Regions from separate parts of the Mus musculus genome. Here all the other regions are linked to region 1. A link is a contact called in public targeted proximity ligation data. All regions are on one chromosome and are shown on one strand. The core of a region is the stretch at or near the end of the contact, and the rest is flanking DNA. Distances in the headings are between cores, read along the strand shown.

Region 1 (2,700 bases), core at 11-2,510:
TCATCATGACTGCCTTACCCTGACAAATGGACAGGGAGGGCATTTTTCTCAGTAAACTGCTGTGATAAATAAGGAGACCCTAAATGAAAAATAGATGACACTGAAATGGCTGGTAAATGGTAGCAGTTAGTTTTATTATTTACTAGTTTACAGAAATAAATCCCAAAGATCCTAGGACAAATGACCCAAACTAAGTCTGAAATACATTACTTGACCATAGCAATATAACCCCGAAATAGGTTTTTAAAATGTATTATGTACCGGTTAGTCCACTTGCTGTGCAGGGAGCAGTTAGATTTGGAGCATCAGGGCAGCACCCCTCCCCCACACTACTTCCACAATATCACAAATACAAAATCTAGAAATGAGGTTCGTGTGTCCCAGTCAAGGCCAACCCTAGGGTACCTTAGAGATAGGCCTAGGGTTTTTAAATACCCGAAATGAAGGACCCTAAGTGCATAAATGCCGTTAAGGTAGCCCTTCAAGGCCTACGGTTCTTAAATACCCGAAGTGAAGGACCCTAAGTGCATATTTGTAGCTAAGGTAGTAGCCCTTATGGATTTCGGCAGAGACATTTTGTGACCAGAACCCACGGAGAGACCAGCAGAAAGCTTCTTCTGTTCGTGCTCTGGGCAGGTACCCAGCACCTTGCCCTTGCCTGGGGTCCGGCTTGTTTGTCCCTCTTGCTCCATCTCATCAGGCTTGTCAGGGTTCTCCGTGCTTCACTGGAATAGTAAATTTCCAGGGGTTTCTATAGGCTGGCTTAACAGTTCAGAACGGCGGCGCGGGGCTGGGGCTGGTGGGCGGTCCTAGCTCAGAGCTGGCAGCGCACCGCGACCTTGGGCGGTGGCAGGCGGAGCTGCGGCGACACCCGGAACCCTGCCAGCCTCCTCCGGGCCGTGCCTTCCCGTCCCGCGGGGAGGGGACCCCGGCGGAGCTGGGGACGAAGCGTGAGAAACTGGGCTGGTGTGGGTGGCTGAGGGCGGACAATAGGGTTAAAAATAGAAGCGCTGCCTCCGTGGACCCGCCGCAGCAGCTCCACCCAGGGCCCCGCGGGCCGGAGGGTGACTGGGCGACGGTGACCGCAGCCTCCGGACTCGCCCCGCCCCCAAGTGCGGCCCCGCCCCCGGCTAGTGCCTGCAGGTCAGGGGCGGGGCCTCGTCCCGCGACGTCATCGCGCCGCGGGCGTGCCGACCGGGTTTTCGCTGACGCACAGGCCCCGCCCCCGCCGCCCTTTCCCTCAGATCCCGAGCGCCGGTCAGAGCCAGAGCGTCAGTCGTCGGGATCGCTGAGCGGTGTGCATCTGGTCAGGCGTCCGCTCGCTGCCCGGAGTCGCGCAGAGTCTCTGGCGAACGCGGAAGCCCGAAGAGCGCAGTCCTCGGGCCCCGTCGGCGCTCAGGCCTCTCCGCGCGCCTCCTCACTCGGCCGGGACGTCGCTGTGGAGGCGTGAGGTGCCGGCGGCCGGGCGCCTGGAGCGGCGCTAGCCCCGCGGCCTGCGGTTCTTCTCCTCCCCCGCCGCCCTCCCACCCGAGCTGCGGCGGGGCTCGGCCGCCTCGGCGCTTCTGCACGAACAAAGGAGGCCTCCGCGGCGCCAGCGCAGCTCCGCCTGCGCTCCGCTCCGCTCCGGCCCGCGGCGGCCGCTAGCCAGCCCTTCCCGGAGGCCTCAGCCCGGCCCACCGCCCGGCGTCGCGCGCCAGCTCGCTAGTGCATCCGGGCCCCCGCAGGGTAAGTGGCGCGAGCCGGGACGGCGCGGGGGCGGGAGCACGCCCGATCGGCGAGCACAAAGACGGGCCCGGCCGGGCCAGCGGGCTGGACGGGACAATGCCCGGCGTGCCGCGGCGCCGGGTGCCGGCCGGCCGACCGACCGACAGGATAGACAATGGCAGAGGCGGCTACTGCCGCGCCTGGCTCCCTGCACAGCCGAGTTGTTCCGGCGAGGGACCGTCGAGTGCATGACTCAGTGGTTTTTGGAGCAGGCCCTACCGGGCTTCCCGGAGCGCGGCCTGCGCTGCGAGGGGGGTGGGGGGCCTCTGGGTCCCGAACTCGGTCGAAATCGCTGGAACCGGGACTGACGGCTCTTCTCCCGGAGGGTTTTTAGTTTTTTCCAATGCGGTTAAGCTTCTCCCTCAAAATCCTTTGCATGGAAGCAAGTCGAGCGCCTCTCCCTTTGTTTCTTTCCTACGTGAACATTTGTGAAGTTGACATTTTGCTTGCTTTCCGTGCACTCCGTGTAGTTGTATTCTGAGGGAAGGTATTATAAGCTAACTGTCGATTGGAGCTGCCTAAGAATATTACCTGAGATAATTAGAAGAAAATAATATATAGGTCAGAGCCTCCTTTCTTAAAATCGGTATTTAGTAATCAAGGGAATAGTAAGATAGTAATTAATTTTATCTTATTTTGATTTTTTTAGGTGAGATTTCATTATTCAACTGCTGAAAATATTTCACTTTTACATTTCAAGTTTGTTTTTGAAGTGTCTCGCCCCAAAATAAGGGATTTCTTTTAGTTGTTCTAAATTGTTTTGTGGCTGGAACCGGTATTAAGTATGGAAAGAAGCTCTTAGAAAAAAAAAACTATTTGACTGTTTGGCAGAGGTGTCTGAAATCTGGAGACTAAGGACTTGCACAAGGTCAGGCTTAGTAGCACATTAGAGTTTAGAGTTCGGGTCTGACCTCGAGGTTAGGGAGTGATCTTGCC
Region 2 (2,700 bases), core at 175-2,674, 520 kb after region 1:
GTTTCACATGATTGGTCCATTTAAACATCAGCAGCCTGTAACATTTAACTTAGGTCAGAGGGGTGGGAGATAGGGAGGCGATGGGCCTGCCCGGGCATGTCCTGGTCTGTTCTGCTATGTTCTCAGCCCCAGGTTTCAAAGCTCACAAACAAGTCTTTGGGCTATTTGACATACATTACATGAATCACAGGTCTCAAGTTTTATTTCCTTTCAATGTCACCACACCAGGCTAAACATTCATACTGAGTGCATTCAGAGTCTGTATGTAAGTAAGGTTATGGGAAGAAATGGTTAAACTGCTTAACCACGAGATAGCCCCATCCGGGGAATTGAACATCCAGACTTGAATGCCTGTCTGTTGGAACTTCCTAGGGCATCTGTTGGGTTCTCATGGGATACACGGACTTGTAATTTCAGTTTAAAGAGTTTAGGGTTGTGAGGCTCCAAGTGTGGTCACCAGAGTGTGTTTTATAGACACACATTTTTCTTTTCTTTTTGAGATTATAATGTAATACGCCATTTGCCTCTTCCTTTCAAAGTGTGTGTTTTAAATATGTAAATCCAGAGTCCTCTTTGCAGTAGTTGGGCCTGAATCACATAAAAAAGAGTCCAGGGATCTCCATTTCTCTCAGGTTTGTTTTTTTTTTTTTTTAATGCTTATTTTCCATTCTGAAAACCCTGAACAGTTGGCATGAGCAGGTGGCTCCAGGTGCTCTTTAGAGTCCCTTGGGAATGTTAATTTTCCAGCAGCTTTGACCCAGCCTCACCACCCTAACTGAATTGTTCTAGAGCGCAGCCAGGGAGCCCTGGGAGGCTGTAGGATGCGATTATGTGCTCTGCAGTGGAGTGGAGTGGAGAGGCAGTGTCCTTAGAACTAGACAACCTAACACTGAAGGTGGCGGCACCCAGTTAACTGAATCGGGGATGTAATTGACTTGGTATTTTCTGTCAGTGTCAGGCTGAGGTGGGAGTGGAGAAGTGTGCTAATGGTGTGGAGCTGCTGCTCAGGGCACTGAAGAATTCCTGAAAAAGGATGGTGCTGATGGTCATACAACTTTACGAATATAATTAATGTCACTGGATAAAAAAAAAAAAAAAAAGAGATTTATGCTTGTCTTAGCACATTACGTGTTTGAGAGCTGGGGTGTGGCCTAAGGGTAGAGTGTGTGCCTCGAGTATACCAGGTACTTGATCCCCAGCACTGAAAATGTTTTTCAGGGATCATGCCTCTAATCTCAGTATTTGGGAGGCTGAGGCAGGAGCATTGTCATGCTTTTGAGGCTAGACCCTGTCTCAAAACAAAGTCTTAATGCTATTACATTGTACACGTTCAAAACCTTCTTTCCCTTTTCACAGTGACAGGGTATCATGTATGCCGCTGGTTCCAGGGGCCACTCCCCTGCTTTCCTGCAACCTCAAAACGGAAACGGCCACCGCTCACCTGGTTATGTTCCCGGGAAGGTGGTTCCCTTACGTCCCGCGCCTCCTCCAAAGAACCACGCCTCCGCCAAACTGACCTCCAGGAGCCAAGACGCCCCAGCGACCTTTGCTTTCTCCCCCGAGGAGCAGCGGACTCCGAGCGAGAGCCGAAAGCGGAAGAGGCACAAGAACACCTTCATCTGCTTCGCCATAACCAGCTTCTCGTTCTTTGTGGCGCTTGCGGTCATTTTGGGAATATCCTCAAAATACGCTCCAGATGGTATGTGCTCCTGCGTGTGAATGGGAATGAAGTATGTGTGCTGTGCGCACATATGTAGAGAAAGCATAGTCCAAAAGAAGAGCTAGGGGGAGAATGTAGAAAGCACACTTTAAAGAAAAAGGCCTTGGTTGCTGAGCCTGGCTGTAGCTACCTAATGCACAGGTAGGATGAGGTGTGACTGCTTACAAATGACAGCAGTTGTTTGAGGAGTCTGTGGGAAATTGTAAATGAGAAGGCTTGTCTTTCTGTTTTTTTTTTTTTTTTTTTCTTTTTCCCTCCTCCACTGTGTCTCAGGGCTCAAGTCTTTCTTGGAGCATCTCTGTAAATGTTCTTTACAAATCCCCATGGGAGTGCAGGATGGTGCTTGTTGGGAGCTGGGAGTCTTGGATCACAAAAACTTTACTTAGTTATCCATATAGCGATAAAATGGATGCGACTAAAGATCTTGTTTAGTGCTTTGAAACAGGCGTGATAAACAGTACAAAAAAAGTTGTTAATACTTTTGAGCTATGGAATGCATCCTTAAACTTGCCCCCAGGTGTGTGAGTTGATACATTTGTCCAGTCTAACCATTCTGTTCATTGATGAAGACCACGGAGGGACCTTTAATTCCTTAAATGATATTTGCTTATCAAGAAACCAGGCCAGAAACTTAATGATCAATGCTGAGGAGACAATTCAGTTGGTGAGGATCCGAGTTTAGTTCCCACAACCTGTGTGGGGTACATCACGGCCACCAGGAACTCTAGGGGCTCCAACACCCTCTTCTGCTTCCCTTAGACACACCTGCCATGCATTTACAAACAGATCTGAGTAAAAATTTAAAGAAAAGATCTTTAAAAAGAAGACAAAACCCAAACTGCGTGTGGTGGCGTATGCTTTGTAATCCCAGGGCTGGACAGGTGGCACCAGGAGGACTCCTGAGTCTGACTGGGGGCTGACTGACTCTGGGTTGCTGGCTTGTCTCCACACGCATGGGTCCCTCACTCTCCACTCCTCAA
Region 3 (2,700 bases), core at 160-2,659, 590 kb after region 1:
GTCTGATGCCACTAAAGGCATTTAGTGGTGTTACTGGGAGCAGCTTCCTACCTCCAATCCTCAGCTTTCTCTCTTGTCAAGCAGTACTATAAACACGTGTAATTGAATGAAAGTGGCCTTGACTCACAAACAGCTGGCAATCTGAAACACCTGGTGGGTTTCACATCCTTATACATTCTTTAGTATTTTCTAACAGTTAATGGACTAGGAACTTGATTTTTAAACACATTTCCAAGATGGCGGAGGGCACACTGAGACTGCCCTGTGCTGCTTAGTCTCTGCCTTTGTTTTACTTGTTTCTGGACAGCAGCACATGGAGTTAGGCAGAACCTGCTTAGGGAACCGGTTTGAACACCCACAGGCAGGAGGATTGCATTTATGCTGGTGGTTGTGAGGGTACCACAGCTCAGTAACCCAGCTGTTACAAACCAGAATTCTGAAATGTGGAAATGACTACAGTGAAAGTATGCGGCCACACCCATTTTACGGTTGGGCTGTATAGCATTCTGCTCTTGCTATTCATGTGAGGGGAAACTTGAGTCCAGCTAACAGTTTGTCACTTCCAACCCCTTTTACCATGAAGCAGGTTCTCAACTTGTGGGTCCCAACCCCTTTAGGGTCAAACAGTCCTTTCACAGGGTTTGCCTAAGACCATTGGAAATACAGATATTTACACTACGATTCATAACAGAAGCAAAATTATAGTTATGAAGTAGCAAGGGAAATAGTTTTATGGTTGGTTATTACTACAACATGAGGGACTGTATTAAAGGGTTGCAGTATTAGGAAAGTTGAGAGCCACACAACAATTCTTGGCTAATAATCTCACTCCCTACTCAAGAGGAAAAACCGCTAGCACACAGCAGATTGGTTTTGAGATAGGTTTTATGTAATAAGCTGAAGTTGAATTGCAGACTTGGGAAGGCATACTGTTGGCAACAAACCTTTCCATGTTTCTACCCATTTGTGTGATCACCCATTACACCAACACCTCTTGCCCTCTGCTCAAGGTTCCAAGGTTGTGTGTGTGTGTGTGTGTGTGTGTGTGTGTGTATGTGTGTGTTATTGGCAAGACTGAATTCCCAGGCCTCTTGTAACTCCTCATCCTGTTTATGAGTTCCCTGTTCAACACTCAGGATTTTTAGTCCTTGCTAACCTAATTTCGAGGCAGGTTCCGTGTCTCAAATTCATTCTCTTTGGGCAGTAATTCCATTTAAATGTCTGCTACAATACCTACAGTGCTAAAAAGAACGCGTACCTGAAAGTTTTAATTATCTAACTCTGGCTGATTTGTAAGGCAATTTTACCCTCCCACGTACTGACCTAAATGTGAAAGTGCAGCCATCTCAGTGTGGAGAGAATTATAAACGGAGAAGAGCCACAACTTACAGAATGAGTCACTGAGTCATTGAGTCAACCCCAGCAACAGGATGTGAGCACTTGGCTTTGAAAGGAGTCCTTTCTGTTGATCAGGCGTGTTGTGAATAATAGCTGATTTTCCTCCTGTTTTAGGTAATGTTCCAAAAACACAGACCAGTGACACTATCAGGCTCTGAAGGGTACACCCCTTTTGAATTTGAGCCCAAGGATTTAGCCACAAGCAAGCGTATTTACCTGGTTATATTTCTGGAAGTCTTTGTTTGTAGTGTCTTGTGTTTCTGCAGGTCACCTTATTTCAATAGCTAAAAGGAAGAGATTTGGTAATTATAGCTTTCCCCTGTTGCAGCTCCATATTGGAAACACACACATCCAAGTACGGGAAATGCTACACGAGCAAGATGAGACTGGACAGGAGCAGGGACTTCCTGTGCAGTTTACCCATGGGTGGGGAGAGATCAGTTACAAACATGAAATGATCCCAGAGGAGGGGTTGCTGTACTGATGATCTGTGATTTCTATCTCTTGTGAATTCCTTCGAACAAGTTGCTTTTAATTCAATTAATGATGTAGTATATAAAAAAGCCGAGTCCAAAATCTCTGGATAACTATGTTAGTCATCTTTTTTTCCTTAGGAAGATAAATATCTCCTGGGAATTTATTATAATTAAATGTTTAATAAATTTGGATCTATATTATTTATATTTTTTAGGTTGATTCTTTACACATTCTGATTACAAATCAAGAATCATTTCCCCAAAATAGCAGATCTGTTGGAATCTAGATCTTTAGCCTTCTGGAGTAGATAGTCATCTTCTAAGTCATCCCTTCAATACATATGTTCTTGTTTCTACATGATGGAAATGACACAGGATTATTTGCTTTTATTTGGTCACTTTGGGAAACACAGAGTGAGCTAACTGAAGATTTAAAAGATAGTGTGTATATGTGTGTATGCATGTGTATGTGTGTGTAATGTGTGTGTGTGTTAGGATGTATGTGTGTGTGGTATGGTGTGTATGTGGTGGGGTGTATGTGTGTGTATGTTTGTGTGGTATGGTGTGTGTGTGTGTGTGTGGTGTGTGCTGGGGTAGAGATCAGTAGACAGCTTCCATATTGTTTTTCTCCTCTCGCCTTTTTTGAGAAAGGATTTCTTTGCTGTTGGAAATCGTGGTATGTACTCCAAGCTACTTGGTCTGCAAGGTTCCAGGGACTATCCTGTCTCTGCCTCCCATCTCATTCTAGAAGCATTAAAATTGAAGACTTCAGTCCACTCAGTTTAACGTGGGTTCTGGGGACCCAAACTCTGGTCTCTATCCTTCC

The links.
Region 2: a contact with region 1 is called in a targeted proximity ligation map of embryonic stem cells, with 8 read pairs. A contact is called at or near these places in 1 of 39 promoter capture datasets (pre-B cells), 2 of 484 Hi-C or Micro-C datasets (both in embryonic stem cells), 5 of 130 datasets of targeted methods (the 230-238 cell line, embryonic stem cells, epiblast stem cells and 1 more) and 1 of 9 other capture datasets (liver).
Region 3: a targeted proximity ligation map of effector CD8 T cells shows a contact between it and region 1, with 10 read pairs. A contact is called at or near these places in 1 of 39 promoter capture datasets (pre-B cells), 3 of 130 datasets of targeted methods (the 230-238 cell line, effector CD8 T cells and thymic regulatory T cells) and 1 of 9 other capture datasets (liver).

The regions. Positions count from the first base shown.
Region 1 is chr19:21,271,018-21,273,717 of GRCm38.p6, forward strand. It overlaps Zfand5 (zinc finger, AN1-type domain 5), which reads left to right and starts at 1,261. Exons shown (of 6, transcript NM_009551.5): 1 at 1,261-1,725. LOC115489044 (atherin-like) reads left to right here and starts at 441. Exons shown (of 2, transcript XM_030251153.1): 1 at 441-473; 2 at 758-1,725. The coding sequence starts at 441. The coding sequence ends at 1,450.
Region 2 is chr19:21,791,282-21,793,981 of GRCm38.p6, forward strand. It overlaps Cemip2 (cell migration inducing hyaluronidase 2), which reads left to right. Exons shown (of 24, transcript NM_001033759.2): 2 at 1,357-1,699. The coding sequence starts at 1,369. Among named protein-coding and RNA genes, the nearest start is that of Cemip2, 14 kb to the left of the region's middle.
Region 3 is chr19:21,862,327-21,865,026 of GRCm38.p6, forward strand. No RefSeq gene overlaps it. Among named protein-coding and RNA genes, the nearest start is that of Cemip2, 85 kb to the left of the region's middle.